Linked DNA regions of Sus scrofa: region 2 is linked to region 1. Evidence: chromatin contacts called from public HiChIP or PLAC-seq data. All regions are on one chromosome and are shown on one strand. The core of a region is the stretch at or near the end of the contact, and the rest is flanking DNA. Distances in the headings are between cores, read along the strand shown.

The links. HiChIP or PLAC-seq counts read pairs in DNA pulled down with a chosen protein or histone mark.
Region 2: an H3K27ac HiChIP or PLAC-seq map of skeletal muscle shows a contact between it and region 1, with 5 times the contacts expected there. The contact joins two enhancer-like sites. A contact is called at or near these places in 1 of 47 Hi-C or Micro-C datasets (heart right ventricle) and 1 of 2 datasets of contacts at active chromatin or transcription factors (skeletal muscle).

What each region holds. Positions count from the first base shown.
Region 1 is chr6:135,161,544-135,164,228 of Sscrofa11.1, forward strand. The region is part of intron 3 of GIPC2 (PDZ domain-containing protein GIPC2); the gene reads right to left. Among named protein-coding and RNA genes, the nearest start is that of GIPC2, 55 kb to the right of the region's middle. Within about 2 kb of position 1,313, at least 37 of the 83 cell types and tissues checked have an H3K27ac peak or open chromatin away from gene starts, as enhancers often do. A contact at or near this core is called in skeletal muscle, where this site is marked.
Region 2 is chr6:136,064,760-136,067,444 of Sscrofa11.1, forward strand. It overlaps PIGK (phosphatidylinositol glycan anchor biosynthesis, class K), which reads left to right. Exons shown (of 11, transcript NM_001032358.1): 3 at 647-738. Among named protein-coding and RNA genes, the nearest start is that of PIGK, 8.1 kb to the left of the region's middle. Within about 2 kb of position 1,327, at least 1 of the 83 cell types and tissues checked has an H3K27ac peak or open chromatin away from gene starts, as enhancers often do. A contact at or near this core is called in skeletal muscle, where this site is marked.

The DNA of each region.
Region 1 (2,685 bases), core at 63-2,562:
GGAAAATGTAATGTGGAGTGGAAGATGTTTTAAGATAGGCTTTATTTTATTTATTTATTTATTTATTTTGTCTTTTTGCCTTTTTTAGGGCCACTCCCATGGCATATGGAGGTTCCCAGGCTAGGGGTCCAATCGGAGCTGTAGCCACTGGCCTATACCAGAGCCACAGCAACATGGGATCCGAGCCATGTCTGCGACCTACACCACAGCTCACGGCAACACCAGATCCTTAACCCCCTGAGCAAGGCCAGAGATCGAACCCACAACCTCAGGGTTCCTAGTCAGATTCGTTAACCACTGAGCCATGACAGGAACTCCAAAATAGGCTTTATTTTTTAAAGCGGTTATAAGTTCACAGCAAAATTAAGACAGAGATCTACACACCTCCTGCCCCCACATCTGCATTAGCTGCCCCATCATCAAAACCCCCACCACTGAGGTACTTTCACTATCATCAATGAACCTGCAAGGCAAGGAACATCATTATCCCCTAAAGTCCATAGTTTACAGGATGGGTTTGGAAAATGACATATATCCTTCAGAGTAATTTTGTTGCCCTAAAAATTCTCTGTGCTCTGCCAATCCCCCGATTTTATTTTGTTCTTGCTTTTTCAGGGCTGTACCCTTGCAGCATATGGAAATTCCCAGGCTAGTGGTCAAATCGGAGCTACAGCTGCTGGCCTACACCACAGCCATAGCCATAGGGGATCTGATCTGCTTCTGCGAGCTACACCACAGCTCACGGCAATGCCGGATCCTTAACCCACTGATCGAGGCCAGGCATTGAACCTGTGTCCTCATGGATACCAGTCAGGCTTGTTTCCACTGCGCCACAATGGGAACTCCCTGATTGTGTGTTTGTTTTTTAATCATGTGTTTGTCATCTCCTCCAGAGTGTTATCTCAAAACTAACCACTTGGTGGCACCAGAACAGAAGTTAAAATTTAAGTTCTGGCTTGGCCCAGCTTCTAAGAAAGGCAGTTTTCAATGGCGGAAGAAGCAGAAGCCATGTTTCTCTACGATCCTGATTCAGGGAAGTAAATCAACCTGTTTGTACATGAAAACAGGCAGGATGGTCCTGTTTTCCCACAGGGGGAAAAAAAGTTCTGTGTGTTTTCAATGTTTTGAAATGTTTTGAATCTGGCCTTCTTTTAGGGTGCTGGCCTGTCAAAGCTTGTCTAACCAACCAGGCCAAACCCTAAATCAGTCACTTCTCATGAATGGATTGGCATGAGGCTTCTCCTGGGGCTGAATGATGAGAGGGATATGGTTCACACGGTAGGCACTGGTAACTGGCCTGAGCTTGCTGGGCTCAGTAGACTCAGGGCCCCCCCTGCTGTGTCCTCAGGACACAGGACACTCCCACAGCTGGCTCAGACGTCACCAAGAAGCAGTCACATTTGTTCCCAAACCCTTTTGTGGCAATTTTATCTGTTACTCTAATTACATAATTTAATTTAAAAGTACGTGAGCTGATGAAACAAGTGTGAAACAGGAGTTATTATTGCTAGGAAAACTAGGTTAACTGCTTTGGAAAGACTCCATAAGGGTGAGTTGCAACAACAACAAAAAAAAAAGCAGGGGGGCGTGGACATGATAATGCTGGAAGATTAGGAAAAATCTTTAAACATCCAGCATTTCTCAAATCTGGCTTTTAGCTAGGAAACAGAACCCATAGATATGCATTAAAGTTCTGATTACAAAAAAAAAAAAAGAAAGAAAAACTTTGTAGAACTCCAGTTTGTGTCTTCTACCCAAAGAGCCTTTTACATCCAAAGAGTCTTAAAACAATGTATACGTATTTTAAAACAAAATGTTTATATACACCTCTATCATTCTTTAATACCGCCCCGCACTTTTCTTCCTTTCTTTTTCAGCCATGTCAGCAGCATGTGGAAGTTCCCAGGCCAGGAATCAAAACCGAGTTGCAGCTGTGGCAGTGCTAGGGATGGAACCTGCGCCTCAGCAGCAACCCAAGCCACCACAGAAACAACACCAAATCGTTAACCCAGTGTGCCACAGGGGCATCTCCTAATACCCTTTTTATTTTATTATTTTATTTTATTTTTTGGTCTTTCTAGGGCCGCACCTGCAGCATATGGTAGTTCCCAGGCTAGGGGTCGAGTCAGAGCAGCAGATGCCAGCCACAGCCACAGCCACAGATGATCCAAGCCGCATCTTGCAACCTCCACCACAGCTCATGGCAATGCCGGATCTTTAACCACTGAGCAAGGCCAGGGATGGAACCTGCATCCTCATGGATACTAGTCAGGTGCATGACTGCTGAGCCACAACGGGAATTCCATTTATACCCTATTCTAATTGGCATTTTCAAGAAACAGACCAACCCCCAGTCCCTGCTTCATGGTGAAGGTCAGTAGAGACAAGGGGAAATGAAGATGGCAGCAGGGCATCAGCCTCCAGTCCCACCCTGCGCCCCAGGGAAAGAGGACCGATACCAGCCAAGGCCCCATCTTTAGGTGGAGCGCAGGCAACGTAGCTTCGATCCCCAACTAACAGGGGGACAGTGGGGAGGCTGGGCATTCTGCCTCTGCTCAGAACAAGGTCTGACTCTGCTCCCATGGGGCCCGAGATGGCCTGGCGTACCCATCATCAAGGGGGCACACGTGGACACAGCCATGTCCGAGAGCTGGATACAAGAGGACAAGAGAGGGACTTTAGAAT
Region 2 (2,685 bases), core at 77-2,576, 900 kb after region 1:
CTGTTGCATTTGGATTTTTAACCCACTGTGCCACAGCAGGAGCTCCAGTTTCTTTTCATTTTCTTTCTTTCTTTTCTATTTAAGTATAAGCCTCCTGGAATCATTTCTAGTTTTGTACTCAGTTCCCAGCTTTTTTATAATGCATTCTCTTTTGTGCATTTAAAACTGTTTTCTATGCTATGTTTTAGTCTCTATCTTACATTTTTCACAACTAAAAGGAGGAAGCAATCCAGAGTGAAAGGAATATTATATAACCCAATGTAGCTAATTTTCTTTTCTATTCTGTGAAAAGATAATGGGCACTGTCTTTGGTTCTGAAGAATTTAACATTTTAGAAATTGGAACATTATAGAAACACATAAATTGAGAATAACTAAGTTGGTTCAGTATTTGATTAAATTACCCAAAGATTTGTTTTCTCTTCAGCTGAATTTTTTTTTTTTCACTTAAGATGAGTTGTGAAAGCCCTCTCCCTAGAGAGATTGGTTTTATTAACAATTCTTTATGTGCTTTGTTGTGTCTAGGCCTGAATTATGATATTTTCTTTTTCTTAGGCGTCTCTGTATCCTACTAAAAAAGAGACAGTTCTGTAACTTTATAGCTTATTTTGATTCCTAAAAACAATATGTTTGTTTTAACATTTTAGGTGTGTACATCCCGGTTCTGGTTTAATTATCGGCATGTTGCAAATACTCTTTCTGTTTATAGAAGTGTCAAGAGGCTAGGTATTCCTGACAGGTAAGAATTCTTAATAAATCTTAACTCTGAGCCTCAGTGAAAATCACCCTTAGATGATTGTATTATATTTGTGTCTTTGTATTGCTTTTGAAAAACATAAAGAAACCTAATATGAAGTTTTTGTTGTTATTATTAGAGCAATAATATACCATCATGTATAAAGTAACTTTTGCATAAGACATGAGGGCAAAGTATATGAAACAGCAGTCAATACTAAGGTAAAAAGATTTGATAAAGTATAATTGTTCAGCATTATTTATTTAATTATTAAATGCCTCAGTCTGGGTTTTTAATTGTAGGCAACAGAAGGCAATTGTAACTGATTCAAGTAAAGAAGGTATTTACTGAAAGCATATTGATTAGCTTACCAAATTGCTGGGAAGGCTGAAGCTTTAAAGAGTCAGGAACAAAGAAGACAAAGTAACAGAAAAGACATTTCTAAAATCGTGGCATAAAACCAGTCCGGTGACAGTAGTGCAGCCTTGAATTGCTGAAGACTAAATTCGGCTACTGCATAGCTGCTACTATTGCCCTTGGAAACTTAACGTTGCTATTGCTGCCTGCTGCCAAAATCTGACCTTTGCCATCTCGACTTCTTACTGTCTCTAGCTCTTAATTTAGAGTCTGATGGGAATGTCTTGTTGGCAGAGCATAGATTAAGCACCCATGTCCATGCTGCAGGGGTGATAGGAAGAAGGACCATATAGCTTGTTAGTTTCTATATAGAGACTGGGGGGCTCTGCCTTCTGTGGAGACTTATAAAGTGGTCTATTTCCTAACTGTATGAGGGAATTCAGGTACTAAGCAGAACTCCACACCTCCACCCCCAGATACATGTCCTCCACATTTGGTTTGTCAGATGTGATACATCTATTTTTGCTACCTCCAAAGCAATTACAGAAGAAACTGCAGTTGGTCCAGTTATTTAGGTTTGATTTATGTAGCCCTTCCTCCCTCTCTACCTGTGAGGCAGTACAGAAGAGCTTTGCAGTCGGACAATGCGAGTTTGAAATCAGGGTTTAATGATGATTTTGATTAAGTCATTTAGCCATCCTAAGCCTGTTTCCTCAGCTATTACATGGTGATAATGGTACCCTTTTTGCAGGATTTAGGTACTTGTAATGAAAAGTGAGGAGAGCAATGTATAAAGTGCTGCAGGAGCAGAAAGGAAGCCATGCATGACTCGGGAAACAAAGTTATGTTACAGTCTGTGTTAATAGTTTATTTTAGCCTCAGAAGCTGACAACTGTAGGCTGGGTACTATAATTTAATTCCTGTATTTCATTGGGAATTGAGGTAACTTGGTGATACCATTTTTAAAAAAATACATTAAATTAAGTCTGAGAAAGGATGATTTGCTTTATCAAGTGTAACTATTCTTGTAATTAGCCAATTACCATCATCTGTCAGTTGGTTCTCCTCATATGGGTATGTGTGATTAGTTTTTAACTCCCTTTGCTTCTGTATTTTATGTGCTCTTCCAGGGAATTACTGTGCATGGTTTGGCAGTAGGTTTCATTTTGGTAAATGAATCTTTATAAAGTCATTAGGATATATTTAAATGGTTTAAGTAAGATTTAGAGAAACTTTTTAGAAATAGACTATAACTTGAGGATATATTTTATATATTATGATTAGTAAGTTTGTCCCTGGGTTTCTGAAGAATGTTCGCTAAAAAGCTTATTCCTGTTTCAAATGCTTTCCTGTCTACATCTCTGTTTATAAAGTCTTTATTGGGGAATGAATTGGAAATTTAAATAGTTGATTTAAACCATTTGTTACTTAATAGAGATTAATAGAAAATATTCTATTTGGAAGGAAGCCTTATACATGTATGTGTAACTGGGTAACATGTATGTGTAACTGGCAGAACACTGCAAACCAGCTATAATGGAAAAAATAAAAATCATTATAAAATAAAAAAAAATAGTCTCAGAAAAAAAAGAG